Regions from separate parts of the Mus musculus genome. Here regions 1 and 2 are each linked to region 3. The links are chromatin contacts, called in public HiChIP or PLAC-seq maps. All regions are on one chromosome and are shown on one strand. Each heading gives the region's core, a stretch centred on a gene start, on an enhancer-like site or on the middle of the called end of the contact. The rest is flanking DNA. Distances are from core to core; before and after follow the strand shown. Region 1 overlaps Rasgrp3 (RAS, guanyl releasing protein 3). Region 2 holds the start of Rasgrp3 (RAS, guanyl releasing protein 3). Region 3 overlaps Ttc27 (tetratricopeptide repeat domain 27).

Evidence for each region. HiChIP or PLAC-seq counts read pairs in DNA pulled down with a chosen protein or histone mark.
Region 1: a FOXA1 HiChIP or PLAC-seq map of pancreatic cancer cells shows a contact between it and region 3. The contact joins two enhancer-like sites. A contact is called at or near these places in 1 of 484 Hi-C or Micro-C datasets (bone marrow-derived macrophages) and 1 of 115 datasets of contacts at active chromatin or transcription factors (pancreatic cancer cells).
Region 2: a contact with region 3 is called in an H3K4me3 HiChIP or PLAC-seq map of bone marrow-derived macrophages, with 4 times the contacts expected there. The contact joins the promoter of Rasgrp3 here to the enhancer-like site in region 3. A contact is called at or near these places in 14 of 39 promoter capture datasets (the 3T3-L1 cell line, 3T3-L1-derived adipocytes, the C10 cell line and 9 more), 1 of 484 Hi-C or Micro-C datasets (cortical neurons), 2 of 115 datasets of contacts at active chromatin or transcription factors (bone marrow-derived macrophages and pancreatic cancer cells) and 1 of 9 other capture datasets (liver).

The regions. Positions count from the first base shown.
Region 1 is chr17:75,503,056-75,506,477 of GRCm38.p6, forward strand. Rasgrp3 (RAS, guanyl releasing protein 3) reads left to right here. Exons shown (of 17, transcript NM_001166493.1): 9 at 59-334. Among named protein-coding and RNA genes, the nearest start is that of Fam98a, 47 kb to the right of the region's middle. Within about 2 kb of position 2,171, at least 22 of the 459 cell types and tissues checked have an H3K27ac peak or open chromatin away from gene starts, as enhancers often do. A contact at or near this core is called in pancreatic cancer cells, where this site is marked.
Region 2 is chr17:75,433,942-75,437,364 of GRCm38.p6, forward strand. It overlaps Rasgrp3 (RAS, guanyl releasing protein 3), which reads left to right and starts at 1,964. Exons shown (of 17, transcript NM_001166493.1): 1 at 1,964-2,227.
Region 3 is chr17:74,818,041-74,821,084 of GRCm38.p6, forward strand. All of the region lies in intron 13 of Ttc27 (tetratricopeptide repeat domain 27), which reads left to right. Among named protein-coding and RNA genes, the nearest start is that of Ttc27, 100 kb to the left of the region's middle. Within about 2 kb of position 1,406, at least 48 of the 459 cell types and tissues checked have an H3K27ac peak or open chromatin away from gene starts, as enhancers often do. A contact at or near this core is called in the HPC-7 cell line, bone marrow-derived macrophages and pancreatic cancer cells, where this site is marked.

The DNA of each region.
Region 1 (3,422 bases), core at 921-3,420, 690 kb after region 3:
GGAGTGGACAGGGGAGAAAGTTGCTGCTTGAAAATTCTACTTTTCCATCTCTTCCCAGAACTGGAATGAAATGACAGAGTTGGTCTCCTCCAATGGCAATTACTGCAATTACCGCAAAGCCTTTGCTGACTGTGATGGCTTCAAAATCCCCATCCTTGGCGTGCACTTGAAAGACTTGATAGCAGTCCATGTCATTTTCCCAGACTGGATGGAGGAGAACAAAGTGAACGTTGTGAAAATGCACCAGCTTTCTGTTACCCTGAGTGAACTGGTCTCCCTGCAGAATGCCTCTCACCACTTGGAACCTAACATGGATTTGATCAACCTACTCACTGTGAGTCCCAGGGGTCAATAGTATGCTATTTGCACTTTGTATCTTAATTTCCAGTGTCATCGAAAGATATGTTGTAACAATTCACTTTAGAGGGAGAATAATTTGAGGTCAGTCCATGGAGCCTAGGCCTAAGGAGCCTAGGACTAGGATGAGGCTCTCAAAGGATGAGGAAAACAGAAACTTACACCCACAAGGAGCATGATTTGAGACTGTAGCCTCTTGGCAAATACATTTTCCTTCTTTGGGAGAAGCCTAGTCTCTGCCTACATGAACCTCTTCCCTAAGAGCCACTTTAGCCCATTACTCTCCTTCAGCATACTTGGCCAACTAATCAGCTCTTTCCTTATGTCCTCAAGTCCTCTGCTTCTATTTTGATTGATAATTCAAAGACTCTGTCTTTATTTTATTTATTTATTTATTTATTTATTTATTTATTTATTTATTTATTTATTGGTTTTTCGAGATAGGGTTTCTCTGTGTAGCCCTGGCTGTCCTGGAACTCACTCTGTAGACCAGGCTAGCCTCGAACTCAGAAATCCGCCTGCCTCTGCTTCCCGAGTGCTGGGATTAAAGGCATGCGCCACCATGCCCAGCTCTGTCTTTATTCTTAATTTAAACTTTTTATTTCGTATTATATTTATGTGTGTGCATGGTAGGGGGAAGAAGAGGAAGAGAGAGAGAAGGAGGGGGAGGGAGAAAAAGAAGAAGGAGGAGCAGGGAGAGAGAGACTTGAGCATAACACAGCAATCATGTGCAGGTCAAAGGACAACGTCATGAGTTTGTTTTCTCTTCCTACCTGTATATAGATTCAAGGCTAAAACAGGTTGGTGTGTTTGTGGAAGGAGTTCCTTTTTCTGCTGAGTCGTCTTGCTGACTTCTTGCTTTTTTTGTTTTTGTTTACTTTTCTCTTGTTTTCATTTTTTTGTTGTTGTTGTTGTTTGTTTTAGACTGGGTCTTGTTTAGCTCAGGCTAGTCTTGAACTTGTGGCCCCTTGACCTCAATCTCCCAAGTGCTAGGGTTCTAGCCATGGGCCACCATGTGCTGCTTTTTAAAGAGTCTTTCCAGGGCATTCTTTGTTCTCTTCCAAAGCAGGAATGACTCTATTGTGCTTTATCCTGGGTTTTACATTCGCCTCAACTGCAGGAGGCTTTGCTCTGCGTTAGACTAACTATCTTTTTCTGTTCATGTGCTTTAGTTAGCACATGCCCAGCACCTTCCACAGTACCTGGCACAATTAAGAACTCAGGAGTCAGAGTGAATGCTCTGCTTAGGAGTGGTGAGTGTCAGACAAAAAGTCTGACATCCTTTTGTCAACTGCCACTCTATTTATTTATTTATTTATTTATTTATTTAGGCACTTGTAACAGATTGTTTGGGTGGTCTTCAGGTCTAGTGTTTAGACACAACAGGTGTATAAAAGATGACATCTTCCATGGTAACTTGGTTTTTGAGAAGGAAGGAACATAAACAAATTCTCTTATCCTTGCTTAAACAAGCAAAGGTACAATTTCCCCCTTTGGCTTCATAACAGCGCAGCATCTGAAACTCGGCTGCCGTTGATGAGCTGATGTTCTCTTTTGATGTCCATAGAAAATGAAAGCAATGACTCTTCTTAAGCTCTGGCAGCCTAAATTACTTAGGACTGCTGCGTTGGAATAGGAGCCTGGCTCCCAGACTTCACCCACTAACTGCAACTAAAGGATACACCCCTAAGTAGAATGGTAATATCAACTGTACTTTTAGTGTGACGTTGAAGTGGTCAAACCACAGATGTCTTGGGTTTGTGTGATTCAACAACGAACACAAAGATGTTCTCCAGTGGGGAACCACCTCACAATAACTCAAGCACCTGCATTGATTAATCATTTGCCATGTAAATATGTTTCCGTGAATCAGTGCCCAGGTTTCTAACCACAATCAGACTACAAACCACGAAACAGACAGATGATGTCTGAAGAGAAGAGCCAGTGTGGTCCGCAGTTTCAACTGTCTGCCTCCAGACTGTGCTTTTAACAGTTATGGTTATGAGTATAACTTTATAACACAGGTGCCTACATTTGGGCAATGTCTCCAACACCTAGAAGACAATGATAAAGCAGGGAAATTAAGTCAGTTTTAAGTGCATCAAGCAAGGGGAAGCTCTCGCCATGGTAGAATACTTGCCAGCATGCCCAAGACCCTGGCTCAGTCCCCAAACAAACAAACAAACAAACACAAAACCTACATGCACCAAGCTACATTATCAAGAAGATGTTTAGAAAAGTTCTGAAAAAAAATTTTAATGAAAGTTCAATGGTATAAACGGAAACCTGAATTTAAAAAATAAAAGCTAAGAAGCAGTTCTTTTTGGTTAGGAAAAGCAAATGAAAAAAAAAAAATAATGCCAGAGTATGCCCACCTCTTTTTTTTTAAGAGCACAGAGGGACAATGTAGAAGCTATTTAGCATCATATTTAAGTCTGCATAGCTCAGAGTGATAGCAAAAAATCGTAAGTGAGAAGTCTTGACCTCTGCCTTGAACCTGTGCTAGTCCATCTTAACTGTAGCTTTTTCTTCATGCTTCTGTGGTCATTCATGAGCTCTGCATTTCTACAACTCTAGAAATACAGGATGGCACAGCCATGAAAATAAGAAAACAGTTTTATGGCATTGGCCATGGCCCACCGACTCCCCTGGACAGCACAGACCTGCAGAGCAGTCACGACACCTAAGCCAGTTTCTTCGTATATCTAAGATCATCCTTGTCTCCCCACAATCAAGGAGGATGTCCATTACACGCAAAGGCACATTACGTTTTTTTCTGATGCCATGTGGAAGGCAATGTCCTCACCATGAGCCCTGAGGAAGCTTATGTGTCCACTAGAGTCTCGTGTCCACTCTATGAAGCACATGCGCGTTTGAATTAAGAACCACGTGACTGCAGCTGTCTGAGGCACAAGAGCGTGTCCACGAGCACAGCATTTAAGGGAGGAGTTCCTTTTTCTTCAGGTCAAGTGGCTGTGTTCTTTAGTGACCCATATATGCTTTAGCACGTTAAAAAAATAGAAAGTGAGAAAACTCAAGTTAATGAACAATCATTAAACACCTAT
Region 2 (3,423 bases), core at 714-3,213, 620 kb after region 3:
GTACAGTTTTTCAACTCCTCTTTTAACTGAATAACGCTTGACTTTTTACTTTTAGTGTTTTTACAGTGCTGGGATTGAACCTAGGACCTCAAGCATACTAAGCAAGTACTCTACCATTAAGCTACGTTCTCGGTGCTGAATAAAAATTTGAAGCATGACATATGCAGCTATAATCAATTAAGAGCTACAGTGTGTGTGTGTGTGTGTGTGTGTGTGTGTATGTGTGTGTGCTTGAAACTAAATTGTTTTCCCATCCCTAACTTACTCCCCAATCTGCAGAATAAACTAGATCTCATTACCTTGTTGGAGTATGTGGAGTGAACTTGAGGGTGAGGACTGCCCACAGAAGAATGCAGTCCAGAGTTGGAGAGCTGGCCCAGTGGTTAAGAGCTCATCTGGCTCTTGCAGGGGACCTGGATTTAGTTCCTAGCACCCATGTCAGACATCTCACAACAGCTAATAACGCTAGTTCCATTGGATTTGACATCTCTAGTATCCAGTGGCATTAGAACTCATGGGTGTGCCCCCCACACACACGTAATTAGAAGTAAAACAAATCTTTAAAAAATAATACAGACCAGTTTATACTTCTACTTACTATTACACAAATGGTTGTTTCTCTACATATCAGTATCAGAAGTTAGCAAAAGTTTTAGCTGCTCGTCTGTTATGTGGGAAAAAATGCTATTATTTTGGGGTTTGCTTGCATTGTCAATAATATGAGGGAATTTGGATTGCAAGAATGCAGAAAAGCTATGTCTGTTTTTCCCATTCATATTAGATTCAGAAGGTATATTCCTTTTTTCTTTTCTTTCTTTCTTTCTTTCTTTTTCTTTCTTTTTTTTGGTATTTTGACTCAAGAAATTCTCTACTTTTTCTCTTAAAGACTTTTATAATTCCTCTGCATGTGTGTGTGAACACACACACACACACACACACACACACACACACACACTGGAGGGGTCACTTTGTAGAGGCCAGAGGAGGGTGTTGGCACTCTCAGAATTGGAGTTACAGGCATTTGTGGGATGCTGGGCTTATTCTATGGGTACTGGAAAACACTTTCTAGCCCCTAGGGTTGCTAGCAAGTGCTTGTAACCTGCTGAGTCAGCTTTCCAGCCTCAACATATTTTTAAATGAAAGGAGAGAATGAGTCTGACATGGTGCTCACTTTGTAATCCTAGTATTTGAGCGGTGAGGCAAGAGGATCACGAGTTTGAGCCTAGCTTGGGCTGTGTAGTAAGGCATCGTCTAAACTGTCTGAGGAAAGGAAAGGAAGGGAAGGGAAGGGAAAGGAAAGGAAAGGAAAGGAAAGGAAAGGAAAGGAAAGGAAAGGAAAGGAAAGGAAAGGAAAGGAAAGAAAAAAATAAGACAGAAAGCAAAAGAACAGAACAGAACCAGGTCTTCCTCCTGGTATTCAGGCACCCCCCCCCCACTCCCACAAATTTGTCTTTCAGGAAATGAAGGATGCAGTGTGAATCTGCTCGTGGTAGTTTACACAGAAAATGCTATTATTTCTGAATTCAAGCTTCGCTGGTGGGAAGTGACAACTTCTAGTCAAGTAGAGACTGAGGGACCAGTTAAGTCACAACTCAATGGCTCACACTAAAGTTGAATTATTTAGGTTAAATTTTCTTCAGTGTGTTTACCAGTGCAGACTTGGAAGGAACACACACACACACTCATACATGCATATGTGTGCACATGCACACGTGCGCACACACACATGCACACTGTACACACACACACACACACACACCTAACACACACACCTCTGACTGCCTTTTGAAATCAAATACATTTCCTGCCTCCTCTTTCCTCGGTACTCACAGCAGCAGCTTATTTATAGCACAGGAAAGGGGAAAAAAACAGCGCTCCACTGGAGGCCGGAAAACTAAGTAGGGAAAGAATAGGAGGAAGTGGGCCTGCCATTTAGCCAAACAGCCTTTACTTCATTGAGCTCAAAGCCTAGCCCCTTCAAGGTAGTGGTTTGTTGGGCACGAATAGGCTTGCAAATCTCTTTCTTTCTTTCTTCTTCTTTTTATTATTTTGCTTTTCCTCTTCACTTATGAATTGGACTTGAGCAATGGAGGGGACAACAGCTCTTTCAGGGGGAGCCCAGCCATCTTGAGGGGTTCAGGCACCTTGAAGAGACTTTCAAGAACCTGGTGAAAGGAGGATCCACACCTCTTGTGAACTTCCACTGACTACATGACTGCGGATTCGGGTATGTGTCCCTTTTAAGTTTGCGTCTTGCTATTTCTCACGTTTCCTTGGCTTTGCTTATTGGGCACAGGCAATATTTGTGATCTGAGGGCAGGTCCTACTATAACTGTAACACGAGCTTTGCTTGTGTCTCTGAAGAGTAGCCAGCCGTCAGAGTCAGCAATGGCATCCTGAGCTTCTGGTAGCAAGTGTGTATTTTACGGAAGTTGTTTTCTTGTGGTGACTTCCTTAAATCTCAGCATCATCTATAATCTCCCTGACGGTCATTTTTGAAAACATCTGCCTGACACTATTTGTGCTTTGTGTCAGGCTGGTCAGTAATCTGTCGGTCACTTCTTTGAGGAATACTGGTTTAGAATATACTTAATAACCATGTCTTTAAACACAACCAAACCATTGCTGAAGTTATTTTGCTGAAATTTAAGTTTTGTGTACAGCTGTGAAGATGAAAATTCATCTGGTACAAAGTTTCCTTTCTTAATCAATCATTCTTAAACAATGATGAACTTCTAAAACATAAAGGCAACATCCAAGCCCTGAGCTTTTCCAGAGACAGGAATTATTCATAGCAATTATTTACATCTGAGTTTTTTTCCAAAACCTTTCTGCTGTATAAATTTTGAGGGTCTTGAAAAAATATCCTTGTGCTTAGAAATGGAAAGGTGGGAGGGAAATTAAATAAACCTAAAAGAGTTGATGATGCTCACAAAAACTTGGAAGGCTTCTGGGGACATGCCGAGGGACATCCCTTGGCATTACGTGAATGCTTTTGTTTAAATGATGAGCCTGTGTGCTTCCAGGGCAGATAACCTCCACCTTTGCGTGGTAATGACGCTTGATTGATGTCAGCACAGTGACTGACCAAGAAGTAGGCTCTGCCAGTTGTTGAGAAGGAAACAGGTTGCTTTTCTTTCTGCCTCTCCTTGCATGAGATTTGTGTGTTTAGAGTTTGCAGCAAGAAGATAGCAAAGTTAAAAAAGCAGAACTGTGAGCCCACCAGAACTGGTGCGGAGCCCGGGGCTTCCTTCTAAGTCATGGTGGCTCTCTTTGGCCCTTTTCTCTGCTGAAAGAATTTAAGTGGGTATTTTGTTGTTGTTGTTGTTGTGCTGTTTTATATTGTTTTTCTGACTAGAAATTTGTAAGTCATTCCATGGAAATAGGTTCACAGAGATATTTTTTTAAAAACACAGGAAAAGC
Region 3 (3,044 bases), core at 156-2,655:
TATCATAATTTGTTTATCTTTCTTGCTATTCCCACTTATAATACCTGGGTGCACAATAAAATTTCCCAAGATTCCTACTATCCCTGAAAGTAAAGGATCATAAACACCAGTGGTTAGCCTGTAATATTGAAATTTGGGGGGTAGTGTAAGAGATGTATCTTTGGCAAGATCCTGAGCTGCATCTATAAGATCAGAAATACTTAGTTTTGATCTTCTTGTCCACTTGGTATTTCCTGGCTGACCAAAGGAAGATGGCTCTTATTGTTTGCTCCAGGGTCTCAAACTGAAAGCCCGCTCGGTTCGTTTCCCAACTGTAAGGTTATGTCTTATGAATATCTTGGACCTACAATCTTTAGACCAGTGTTTGCCCTTTCTACAGTGGCTACAATACCCTGGAAGCTTTTGTGTTTCATAGCAGCCAGAACCTCCTTATTCTTGTCTATGAATGCCATATTCTCCAGACTTAATGCACTTGCTATTTTGAGACCTGAATCTTTTATTTTTACAGTTTCTTGAAATGACCAAATTCATTACAAAGCACTGGGCATTTTGGTTCCTATAACATTGGCATGGTGCTCCTGAAGGCCAGCACCAATTGTCTCTCTTATCCATTTGTGTATTGGTGCTCCTTGTGCTTTCAATGGACTGACTGACCTCTTACATTTAATATTTGCATTTTCAAATGCCAAGATCTCTGTCAATGTACTCTCTGGTTTCAGGGTCTGATTTGGTCTGTTTATAGCTGAACCTGATCTGTAAGAAGTCAATAAAGGCTTCCCCAGGGCCATGTATTACCTTAGTGAATGAGATGGATTGTCCCCCTGGCTGCTCAGTCACATCCCAAGCTCTTAACGCAGCAACACAACATCGTCAATTATGACATCATCAGATCAGATTTGTACAAAGCCTGGGAAAGCTGAAAGTACCTGTGCAGCCCCAAGCACATGCTCTGGCAGTGCACTTGTCTGGATACTAACCTGTCCCTGTAGTGCCTCTTGCTCTTCCTCAACCCTTGTCTCATGGAGGTGCTCTGGGCACCTATAAGTCAAAGTGCATGGGCAGGGCAAGGTTGTCTTCTAGCCTAGTTTGCTTCCCTCTCTCATCGTGTGGTAAATTTCTGTCTCAGACACCAAGCCGAACAGTGGTGTTGTTCTCCTCTCACTGGCTCTTTTTGCTTTCCAAGCACTTCAGCCTCTGTCCACACACTCTAAGTGCATAGCCAACCGTGCAATCCTTTCTAACCCAAGAGAATTGACTGAGCCTTCTGAGTTTTCAGCTTTCCCCATAATCTTTTTCAAAATGGTATGCATGAAACCTATGAACCAAAACCAGAGAACCCCCTCCAGGAGCAAGGCAGGAAACAACCCAGTGGCAGTTTCTCTTATTTTGCCATCCTCCTTACACAACATTGCTAAGCCATCAAAACTTGCCTATTCCTCTATACAAGAAGTAGCAGAGTTACCCATTATGCCTAGGCCATGTTGAGTGCCACCTGTATTCTTAGATTTTTCAAAACCTACTTTAGTTGGGGTTCTTAAATATTTCAACCTCCCTTCTAGCCCACTGATCAGAGGTAGGGGATAAAAAAGAAGGTTAAAATAGCAAAAGAGAATTATAGACCTGTTTAGTAGTTCATTGAGGCAGTTCCACTCTTTGTTGTCAGGATACCAGCAGTCCAGTTCAGTAGCAAACACCAAACACAAATCAGTAGTGGTGACTCAGTCCAACATAAACAGCAAGGCTTAGCTGAATCAGGATGAGTCAGTAGAAGTGGCCAGAATCAGCCAGAATACCACAAGAGGTTCTTTGATGCATTTCTCTCTACAAAGCAAAGTCTAAAGAAGACCAGTGAAGAAGTGAAGTGTCACACAAATAACAATGCAAGAGCATATCTCTCTCACTGTCTGTGGGATTCTATTTATATTCTTTCTAGGCATCACGTGCTCTCTCAAGTGTTTGTTTTCAGTAAAATATCACAAGATAGCTTCCCAAAAAAGTCACGTGACATGACTGAGTTGTTAAAGAAACCAGAAATTTCTACTTCAGTAGTCCCTTAGCCAGGGCTGTGGATTCACTTTAAAGGGAGGAGACAGTGCTGTGTCTCCTAGAGGCAATGCTGCAAGTCCTGGTTACACATCAGACTTAAAAGACTTGGCAGGGAGAAGGCGGATATAAAACTTCTCAAGTGGTTCATATATTAACATGTTGAAGCAGTCTCATTTTGGATATCTAGAAATAAATATTATTAAACTTATAAAAAGTGTAGCCACCAGAGCAGGTAATGAAGCTAAGCTCTTTCTTACCCACCTGACAGCTCTGGGCTAAGTCGTAGTAATTTTGGAGCTTAAAGAATTCAGCTGTATTTTGAGGACTTGTGTGAAAGTTTTGAGGCATCTTGACTCATTTATTTAATATATATTGTATTGGTGCGTGTGTGCCGCGTGTGTGCTCGCGCAGTGTGTGTGTGTGTACGTGTACACCTGTACTCGAGCACACATGCATGTGTGACTGACTTAGCATGCATGTGGAGATCAGCAGACAACTTGCAGAAATTGGTTTTTTCTTTCATCTTTAGGTACATCCCTTGTCATGAGTATCAAGATGGCTAGCTTACAAAGCTGCCCGGCTATGCGGGCTGTGCGTCTAATAGGCTTGTAGACCTTAGATGTGTTTCCCCACAGCTGGATTTTTTTTTTTTTTTTTGACATGGGTTCTGGCCATCAAACTCAGGTTAGGTTGTCTGGTTTGTGGGATAAATGCTATTACTTGCTGAGCCATCTCACTGGCCCCATCAGTCATCATTGATAATGGGCATTTAAGTAATAATTTAAAAACAAAGTAAAAGACATGCTAAGCATTGTCCACAGTTCTTCAGATTCTAAAGACCTCCATTGAGAAAGAAAAAATAAAGACATTGTAGTGAGTCAGCTGATAGCAACTGGGAGACCCTGAAGTTTAAAGCTGAGAGCTTTGTATGAGTCCAGGGCCAAGATGGTTACCTGTACTGAGAGAGGCAAGCCAACAGTTAACTGATCTGGAGATTT